Linked DNA regions of Mus musculus: all the other regions are linked to region 3. Evidence: chromatin contacts called from public promoter capture Hi-C data. All regions are on one chromosome and are shown on one strand. Each heading gives the region's core, a stretch centred on a gene start, on an enhancer-like site or on the middle of the called end of the contact. The rest is flanking DNA. Distances are from core to core; before and after follow the strand shown. Region 1 overlaps Dhx32 (DEAH (Asp-Glu-Ala-His) box polypeptide 32). Region 2 holds the start of Dhx32 (DEAH (Asp-Glu-Ala-His) box polypeptide 32). Region 3 holds the start of 2310057M21Rik (RIKEN cDNA 2310057M21 gene).

Region 1 (3,336 bases), core at 345-2,844, 2.4 Mb before region 3:
CATCAGGCAGAGGGAGGTGCCTTGGGAGTCAACTCCATGGCCCCTCTGCAGGGATCATGTGGATAGACTCCCATCTTTGGGTGGATTGCTAATTCTTAGGACTCCTTTGGGGGTCGGGGCGAAATCTGTGGATATCTTGGTATGGAAGAGATTGCTGCTCTGCAGGATTGATGTCCTTGGGATTCTAGAAGACATGAAAGGGGATGTGCCTACACAGGCCAGAGATATCAGCAAGGGCGTGGGGGTCTGGAGGCCAGGAAGAGTTCCATGGAGTAGTGCTCATTTTCTCTCACAGGGGGCTTCTTGCTTCTTTTTCCAGTGTTGATGGGCATAAGCTGTCTGTAGCAGTTGACAGAAAGGACAAGACAGCTCCCACACCAGCACTGCTGTTGTGGAAGTTGTCTTGCCAGATTGGCTACGACGAGGCAATTCACAATGCTGCTGCTCTGAGTTCTGAACTGTATCTGGCTAGTGGATTCTTATGAGAGATCTGAGCAGCTGACCTAAGTCTCCCAGAATCCCACAGCCTGCTTTCTTGTATGTGCTATGCTGTCAAGCATGGGAACTGGAATCCTTCTGTTTCAGCTCCTGAATTTGTACTGGGAGAGAGCATCAGTCAGCAATGCTGTAATTACTAGGTAGTAATGCTACCTAGTCTGCCCTAAGTAGGACATTCTGGTGGGGAAAGAACTTCCAAAGAGAAAGTGCAGGACTGAGAGCTCTGTCCAGCAGGTGACTGTGAGACAGCCAGAGTAAGGGTCCTTTGGGGATTCTGAAAAGCCACATTGAAGATTGCTGGGGGAGTGTTCAATCAAGCAGTAGGCAGAGGTTCAGAGTGCCAAGCTCTCTTGGAAAGTGCTCCTCTGTCCCATGATGTTATGAAATGGTCAGACTTCTTGCTTTTTCTGACTTTTGTTTTAATATTTTAAATATTTTATTGGCTTTTAAGATGTATTTATTATTATTGTGTGTGTGTGTGCGCTCTGTTTTCATGCACACCAGAAGAGGGAATCAGATTCTACTACAGATGGTCGTGAGCCACCACGTGGGTGCTGAGAAGTGAACTCAGGATTTGGAAGGACTGGAAGAGCTCTTAACCACTGAGTACCTCTCCAGCCTGACTCCTCCTCTTTTCAGCAGTACCTGACATTTGTCAGGGATTGACCAGAATGGCCCCTGGTTTGCATAGAAGAGTGGTTCTCAACCTTCCCAATGCTGTGACACTTTAATACAGTTCCTCGTGTTGTGGTGACCCGATCATAAAATTATTTTACTACTTTGCAACTGTAATTTTGCTGCTGTTATGAATCATAATATCTATGTTTTCCTACAATCCTAGATGACCCCTGTGAAAGGGTTGTTTGACACGCTCCCCCCCCAAAGGAATTATAACCTTCACACATTGAGAACTGCTAGCCTAGAATAATGAGGCCATGCGGGTAGGCATTCTAACACAGGAACTCCTCCCTTTTTTGTTCAGAGAGAGAACATTGCAGCCTGCAGTTTCAAGGCTGACTGTTATTATCCACATGTAATGGTCACGTCTTCCAGGCTCTGTAATTAGCTGTGGTTTTTGCTGGGCTGTGAATTTGGTTGCTAAGTAAACATCTGCACTCTGAGCGAAGCAAGCATGTGTTCCCTCCTCCACTGAATGTTCTATCTGCCCTGTGGACTGACCTTTCCCAGTCACCTGGAGCTTGCTGATTCAGACAGGCCGGTGAGCCCTGGGACCTGCCTGCCTCTGCCTCCAGAGCTGGGATTAGAGAGGGGTCTTTTTTCATATCAGTGCTGGACATGAACGCAGGTCCTCATACAGCACAGCATGCATGTCTCCCATGTCTTCATGCAGCACGGCATGCATGTCTCCCATGTCCTCATGCAGCACAGCATGCATGCCACCCGTGGAATGAAGGGCACCTGGCCCCCCTTTTTCTTTGTATTCAGTTTAGGACTCCAGTCTATAGCATGATATTCTACACACACTTGAGTCTTCCCTCCACCAAGCCTTCCTGGAATACCCTCACAGACATGCCCTGGGGAGATTTTTAAGTCCTATCAGGGTGTCCATGAAGGTTTTAACCATTACCCCAAGGAACGAAGGAAACAGAATTTTATGTGAATTTCTATTTAGGCCAGTGATTTTGAAACAATTCAAGATAGACTATTTAGGATCATAGAAATTTCAAATATTTCTGGAAAAGTATGACATTGTTTTGCTTGGTTAACTCTGGATGAACAGTTAGTGCTCTTCACCAGCCCCTATTTATTATTATTATTATTATTATTATTAGTGTGTGTGTGTGTGTGTGTGTGTGTGTGTGTGTGTGTGTGTGTGTAGTGTTCTGTGTGTGTGTGGTGTGCCTGTATGAGGGAGGTGTTGCCTGTGTGGATGTTTCTGCACCACATGTATGTCTGGTGCCCACAGAAGTCAGAGGAGGGTACTAGATTCTCCTGGAGCTGGAACGAGAACTACGGACAGCTGTGAACCACTCTGGGAATCAAACCCAGGGCCTCTGGAAGAGCAGCCAGTGCTTTTAACTACTGGGCCATCTCTCCAGCTGTATAACACATTTTACATAAAAGGATTTCAAAAATAAAATGGCTGAAGGGCAGCTTTGCTTGAAATTGACTCTAGATAAGTTGCTTGTCTCACCAGGTTAATTTTTAATTACATCCAGATAATAAATTGGCAAAATATTTTAGCTTTCATTAGTAGAGCCATGTTAAGCAGGCTAATTTGGGTATTGTTATAATTGCATGAATTTAAATGCTTTAATTTTGGGTTGTTATTTTGTATTTAAATGCTATTTAATATTACATTCTTTAAAACATAATAACTCATACAACATTGTAGTTTTGATGGGGCCTTCTTATTACTAGGAAAAATAATTTGTGACTACATGAGTCTCTCAAAACTGGCATAGGTTGGAACTTAGGGACTGCTCATCAGATAAGAGCGCTTACTGCACTGGAGAGGGCCTGGGTTCTATACCATAGATGTCTCTAGTTCTCAGAGATCCAACTCCTTCCTGTCCTCTGAGGGCGCTGCATGCATATGGTGCACAGACATGAGCAACATACCCACATAAACAAATCTAAACAATTTTAAGAGGCATAGGTTTCACTTTTTTCATGTCCTTAACTGCCTTTCTAAAATCTGTGAGTCAAAGTCAAAACTTGATGGTTTCCATTTTATGATGATACCTGTATGCTCTTAACTTCATTTATTAGTGATTAAAATCATCGTCTCTATTGCTCAGCGCTCTACTAAGTAAGGATTAATGCTGTTCCTGGCACCATCTGCTGGGTTGGTGAAAGAAAAAGATCTTAGAGAAC
Region 2 (3,223 bases), core at 16-2,515, 2.4 Mb before region 3:
AGTGAGATTCTGTTTCAATCAAAACAAAATGAAAAACAGCACTGTAGCCCCAGCACTTTCAGAATGTGGAGCCATGAAGATTCTGAGCCACTGGTTCAGGAGGCTAGGTCACGAAGTTTGCCCTAAACTCAAGGTCAGCCTGGGCTGCAGGAGACAAACTCAAACTTAAGAGTATTTTTAAAAACAAAACAAAAACCAGGGCTAATGAGATGACTTCGCGCAAACAATGCTTGCAGAAAGTAAAAGAGCCAAGTTTGATGCCCAGAACCTCCATAAAATATCAAGTGTGGTGGTGTGATTTGTAGATTCAGCCCTAGAGAGCTGGAGACAGGATCACCTCTGGGGTTCTGCTAGCCGGTTTGCCTAGCCTAGTTCACTAGAGCTCTAGGTCAGTGGGACACCCTGTCTTGAAAACCAAGGTGGGAGCCTGAAGATGTGGTTCAAATATCATGAACACTGACTGCTCTTCCAAAGGACCCAGCACCCACAAGCCTACTCACAGCCTGCTTTTATTATAGTTCAAGGGGATTGGGTTCTCTCTTCTGGTCTCTGTAGAGGCACAAGGCACATGAGTGGTGCAGAGACATATACATGCAGGCAAAACATCTGTACACATTAAATAAAATAAAATAAAAATTTAAAACCAAGGTGGATGGCAAGAAAAGACACCAGAATGTCCCCTCTGGGTTCCACACAAATGTGGCACACTTGCATGTGCACCTGTGTGACACCTGCACACGTGTGCACAAACACATGCATCCGCACGAATAGTCAATAACAAAGAACGGAAAATTTAAGACAAACAGGAATGAGAAACTTTTGTTATGTATCTTATGCTGGGCGGAAGCACATGAATTATATATACCACAGACTTTAGGGATAAGATCGAAGAGAGGCAAGAACACATAAATTCAAGGCCCAGGCTCCATGGAGGTTCACTAAGACACTGGAAGCACTATTAACCATTCGTAAGCCCATTGCTAGTGAGGGCATCAGCCGTGCTCTGTGGAATCTGTGGATCATTTAGCCGAGGGTTCGAGACCTGGCCCGGCTAGCTCGGTCTCTGCTCGCACCCCAGGCCCTAGCCCGCCGCTTACTGTGGGGCTCCATGGTCAGCTGCTCCCGGGGGCCCTCGGGCCCAGCCCTGGCGGCGCCGCCCTCCTAACGCCTGTCTTCGTCTGGCGTCGCTCGGGTTGCCCTGACAACCGGGGATGGGCAGGCGAGCGGGCGGGCGGGGCCCGGCGGACGGCGAGAGGGAGGGACCAAAAAGTGACGTGGAAACGCAGAGCAGCGCACGGGCGGGAGTGGCGCAGGGGGGTCGCGACCCGGGAGCGCGGCGGCTTCAGCAGAGCCGCGCCCCGAGCTCGGGAACGCTCTGTCAGCTCCTCTAGGGACCACGCGAACGTCGGCCGGGCTCGGGAAGCTCCCGCCCAGGCTCTGGGAGGCCTCGGCGGCCGCCGCTGCAGGTAACGGCAGGGCAGGCGGCGGGGAAGCAGGGAGGCCGCGCACCTGTTGCGGCCCCGCCCGACCAGGCACAGCTGAGGGCGAGGGCGCCCCCAGCTCCGGAAGGAGAACCGGAGCTCCGGCCTGAGATCTTCTGGACCCTGGTGGGTTAAGTCTAGGATGACCTGAGACGCCCCAGTGAGAGTCAGAACAAACCCTGCTCCAGCCGGATGACTCGGTCTTTGCACCGCCGTAACCCCAAGCTAGAGTCAGGGTTACCCCTGCATCTGGCGTCCGTCCAGGTCAGGGTCCGGATGAACCCGGAGATGCCCGGGTGAGAGTCGAGATAGACCCTGTTCCTGCTGGAGGACCCAGCTTTTGCCTGCCAGTACCCATTCTCCAGAGTGAAGGGCTATTGCTTCAGGATGTTGCCCCAAGTCATGGTCCGGACTCGGCCTTTGCGCGTGGCAGCTCTTTTCCAGGGTGGGTACCCTATACCGGGATGTTGTCCCAGGTCAAGGCTAGGATGACCCTAAGACTCCGAGTATGGGTGCTCTCAGCTCCTCCTGGAGGACTCGTTCTTTGCACCACATGTTTCAGAGAGGGGTGTTCGAATCCGTTTGCCTAGGTGAGGGTGTGAAAGCTGCTCCTGCCTCTATAGTAGGCCAAGGCTGTCTACTGAGACTACGGGCAGTTCCTCCCCTAGTCCTGCTCTGTCTATCATCCCCACTGTCACCTATCATATTTCAGGCTGTGGGCCCCTTGTGGGATCTTGGAAATTGGTTTAGTTTGGTGTGTGTGTGTGTGTGTGTGTGTGTGTGTGTTTGTGTTTGTGTTACAATACTCATTTTTCCTGTTGATTTTTTTTGGGGGGAGAGGGGGGTCACTGAGTCAGCCAAATTGTGTAGGATACTGGTTTCAAAGACCAGGATCCAGGTTTTCCTTTAAGAAAGGTGTGAAGGGGGGAAAAACCCACTAGGAATTTTTATCTGGTATGGTGTAGAATTTTCAAACCACCTCAGAGAGTGTCATGGGTTAAGGAGAGAAGAGGGGGAAGCAGAGGAAGGAAGAAAAATGGAGAAGAGATAAGAAAGGGATGAGGAAGTGCGGAGAAACAGAGGAAATTGTAGGATTGATTTACCGGTCAGCGCTGGACATTAAAGGCCTTCCATCAACCCCTACTGCTGCCATAGACAGGACTAGAGAAAAATGGAAGGCCCAGCCAGCTCTATTGGGGTCATATAAGTGATTACTCATCTTTGCCAGTAGAGAGATTTCTACCGCGTGGCTGTCAAGGACTCAGGGGAGAATTACTTTCCCCAGGGAGTCATTCAAAGCTTAGTTGAATCCAAGAAGCATCTATTCTGTGATGGAAATGGACATTTATTATATTCTGCCAAATTAGGCTTCCCTCTCTATGAGGGTGAATTGTCAAAGCTAGGAGGCTTACGAATGGGTGCAGACAAGCGCTGTGATTTATGCAGAACTCAAACTTCCTAGGCTAAAGTATCAAACAGAGAAATTCAGGTTCCTGTAACTTAGAGGACGGAGGAGACAGAGTAAGATTCTGGGTGCTTCAGTACCAATATTTCCCAAACACTGGTTCTCAGAAGCAAAATCACAATGACGCTTTCCCATGCAGGAAGACATGGTTATAATGGAACAGCAAATGTCACAAACAAACCTGGCAACACACACACACACACACACAGGAGAGGAAGTTAAAATGTCAGAAAATCAGTAGCCTAGATATTGAGGGATTTTTTTTCCTTAAATGAGA
Region 3 (3,324 bases), core at 260-2,759:
GCTAACAGCTCATCTTAGCTTCTGTTAAAACTGCTTACTCCGTAGTGCTCTGATGCAGCAGCCAAGGGAGATGCCTTCGCTTTAAGGTCTCTTAAAATCCCATGTTCTGGACACTCAGGGGCTATACCTAGAATAAAGACTTTCAATTGGTTGTGCACTCTGAGGGGGCTCCCCATACTAAACAGAACAAGAATGATGACCACTTAGAATGTGGGGAATTTCTTTTAAAAATATAAATTGAGCCTTTTAGAATTAAAGGTTACTGTTTCTAGATTTTGTTTATACTGAATCTCTGATTTCTCTTTCAAACTTGATGAACACATTATACATACACTCTGGTGACTGTCTATAGAATTCAATCATCTTTTTCTTGATGACATAAACACGTTTTTTGAACAGGGGTACACATACAGACTAAAATGAAAATTAAAGCAAAACGTTTTTTCTGAGCGATGAACAAAAAGTTCTGGGACAAAACTAGGTTATGGCTGAACAAAACTTCCCCAGAAATTATATATAAGGCCTCAAGCACAACTTTAAAATTCAGGTACTCCACATTTCTGTAAACAAATTTCTCCCCTCGCCTCAATAGATGTTTAAATTATCTACACAACCCACTTCAGGAAGATAATGGGGGTGGGTATGGGGTGGAACGACAGCCGATACCTAGCTTTCTTTCCAATGAGTATAAAGTTTCAAGTCCCACTTGTCACCACAGAAAGTTTGACCGTACAATGTACTTCTGAAGGGACCAAGGCCCATTGCCAGTTTTTGTCAAGGTTATGAGTGAGAAACCTTAAGTCGCAGCTTTGAGCCTCTTGGACATTTTTAACCTTGAGAATTCTGTCATTTAGGACGTGCAAGCACGCTCCACCGGGTTCCTGAGGCTCGGAAGCCGGGTCTTAGTGGGTTCAGTGTTTAGTGCCTTCGGCCACTCAGCATTATTCTGCAATGCTAAGCGCCGCGCTCCACTCTACAGCCCACGGAGGTGACCTGAGCAGTGAAACAACGCGATCAGCCGTGGTCGCACTGCTTCAAAAGCAGCCTGCATGGCCTTCACTCCACGGGCTGGCGCAGGAAGGGTCCCCGGAGTCCTCTTCCGAGGACCTCGGATTGGGAGCTGGCTTTACAGGCTGCTTGAGCCAAGGAGACCGCACCTATCTGCTTTGGTACCACCCTCAGGGTGCCGACACCGCCCAGGCGCCACCCCACCTCCCACCCTAAAGCGTCGCTGCTTTGCCAACGTGGAAATAAACCCCTGGGTTCCCGCGCGCAGAGCACTGCGCATGCGCGCGGCACCTGCCCCAGGAGCGGAGGAATTCCGCGCACGAGCCAACCCCTGGCTCTTTTCCGCGGAGATTTTAAACCAACTTCTGGAAGGGAGACGAACACGCATGCGCACGTGTGGTGGTTGGGTCCCGGGATGGGAAGGGTTGGAGTGGGATGGGGTGGGGTCGGGGGAAGAACCGGAAGTTGTGCTGAACCTTCACCTCCCCTGGGCACTGAAGGAAACGCAAGCTCTGCGAGAGAGGTTCCGACGCCGCCTGGGTTGGAGGAGACAGAATGGAGACCGCGATCGAAGACGCGGGACTGGACCGCGGCCCGACGCTGACCTCGTCCTGGGATGCGGCGTGCGGGGCGCTGACCCAAAGCCTTTTTCTTACCCGGACTGGGCCACGTGCCCAAGACTTGGACTTCGAGCAGCTACTGGAGCCGCCAGCTCCGAGGTGCGCCGGGCCAGGGCCGGGGTCGGGTGACAGTCACGCTGCTGAGGAGCCGGGAGGAGGACGGGAGCCGAGACGGGCGAGGGAGCCGAGCGAGGCCGCGGGGACGGCATGGGGGAGAGCGGTGGTGCCTGGAGGTGGGCGAGGCTGCGGGCAAAGGGTGCGCGCTGGGCCGGAGAGGCCGGGAAACTCGTGTTCAAGATGCCCTCCTGTTACAATCCTCCTCGCCCCCCACCCGCGAACGCCCCCAGTCTTCTATTTGGGGGGAACAAGAACCACGGCGTCTTGGAAAAAGACACATGGTTGTTTTAACATTCAGTAAACGCTTTTAATTGACTGCGAATGAATTAGATAGTTGAATAGGCTGTCCACGGTCTAGGAAAAGTGGACGGGAATGAATGCCCTGACGCCTCAAACCTCTGTTCCTTATTAATTCTGTGAGAAGTATCTGTGGGTGATGGGGAAGGTTCTTGGTTCTCATGGCAAGTAGAGGTGAGTTTGAAAGGATTAATGGGTTATGCTTCTACTCGGAAAACTTATCTCTGTGATTTTTTTTTTTCAATTTTCTTCTCAGCCAGGATCCGGTTAGTCTGAAAAGCAGCCTGAGCCCCCGAGATGAAAACCCCTGCTTCATTTACCTGAACTGTGGCCCTAATGGGGGTGAAGAAATCCTTTCGGTTGGCGTTCTGAGTTCAGCAAGAAACATGGAAGTATACTTAGGAGAGGAGTATTGTGGAACCAGTCGAGGCAAGACTGCCTGCACTGTCCTGGATGACAGGTTTGTGACTTGTCTAGATGAAAGTGTTCATATGAATCAGTGTCTTTATTCTCAGCTCGTAATGTTTGTGGATTTTCTGAGACTGACAGGACAGGAGTCATTAGGGAAGAGAAGTTAAAAACATGCCAATAGACATAGGTTAGACCACTAAGCCTTCCAACGGCAGGGTTGATGAGCAAGCTTAAAAATATGGAGATTTCGGGCTAGTTAACTGGAAGTGAGTTGGCGGGTCACTGGTAATTAGTGGAAGAGCTTTATTAGAATGCAGTCCAGGTAAGCATTCTTGTTCTCACGTATCTCAGCAGGATCTGTTTAACAACCATTAGACATTCTGAAACTGACTCTCTTCCCTTCTAGAAGGCTCCTTGTGATTGATATATCAAACTAAGACTGTCACGGCAGCCTATTTACTGACCTATTAAAAGATGGACAGTTTGTGATTTTTTTTTCCCCCCAGTCTTGTACAGGGTTCTGCCCAGATCTGTCCTGAACATAATGCATGCTCTAGGTCCTGCCTGTGTTGGAAAGAATAGTAGTGTTTATAGAGCGTTAAAGTATGCCATGTGCTCCCTCGTTCAGTCCCCCATATAGCTGGCAAGTGGTAGGTACTGCTCCTCCACGCGGTGCAGCGCAGGCAGGAGCCCATTACTCCCTGTACCTGACCAGGAAAAGGGAATCTCTGAGATGAAGGAGTGTCCCGAATCATTTGTTCTTAAGTATATGTTAATGTTTACAACCAATGGCTGTTAAAAATGAATTCTTTTATTTTAGTGAACATGAAAAGATCTTGTTATACAAAAAATACCTAAAATTGGATTCTCC

The links. Promoter capture Hi-C pulls out the DNA fragments that hold promoters and counts their contacts.
Region 1: a contact with region 3 is called in a promoter capture Hi-C map of liver, with 2.4 times the contacts expected there. The contact joins the enhancer-like site here to the promoter of 2310057M21Rik in region 3. A contact is called at or near these places in 3 of 39 promoter capture datasets (liver, pre-B cells and stem cell-derived epiblast-like cells), 1 of 115 datasets of contacts at active chromatin or transcription factors (astrocytes) and 1 of 9 other capture datasets (liver).
Region 2: a promoter capture Hi-C map of pre-B cells shows a contact between it and region 3, with 9 times the contacts expected there. The contact joins the promoter of Dhx32 here to the promoter of 2310057M21Rik in region 3. A contact is called at or near these places in 4 of 39 promoter capture datasets (the C10 cell line, the HPC-7 cell line, liver and 1 more).

Annotation. Positions count from the first base shown.
Region 1 is chr7:133,749,134-133,752,469 of GRCm38.p6, reverse strand. The region is part of intron 2 of Dhx32 (DEAH (Asp-Glu-Ala-His) box polypeptide 32); the gene reads left to right. Among named protein-coding and RNA genes, the nearest start is that of Dhx32, 26 kb to the left of the region's middle. Within about 2 kb of position 1,594, at least 28 of the 459 cell types and tissues checked have an H3K27ac peak or open chromatin away from gene starts, as enhancers often do. A contact at or near this core is called in liver, where this site is marked.
Region 2 is chr7:133,774,845-133,778,067 of GRCm38.p6, reverse strand. Dhx32 (DEAH (Asp-Glu-Ala-His) box polypeptide 32) reads left to right here and starts at 1,265. Exons shown (of 12, transcript NM_133941.2): 1 at 1,265-1,466. Fank1 (fibronectin type 3 and ankyrin repeat domains 1) reads right to left here and starts at 1,177. Exons shown (of 11, transcript NM_025850.2): 1 at 1,098-1,177. The coding sequence starts at 1,110.
Region 3 is chr7:131,360,911-131,364,234 of GRCm38.p6, reverse strand. It overlaps 2310057M21Rik (RIKEN cDNA 2310057M21 gene), which reads left to right and starts at 1,509. Exons shown (of 6, transcript NM_026655.4): 1 at 1,509-1,727; 2 at 2,299-2,502; 3 at 3,274-3,324. The coding sequence starts at 1,564.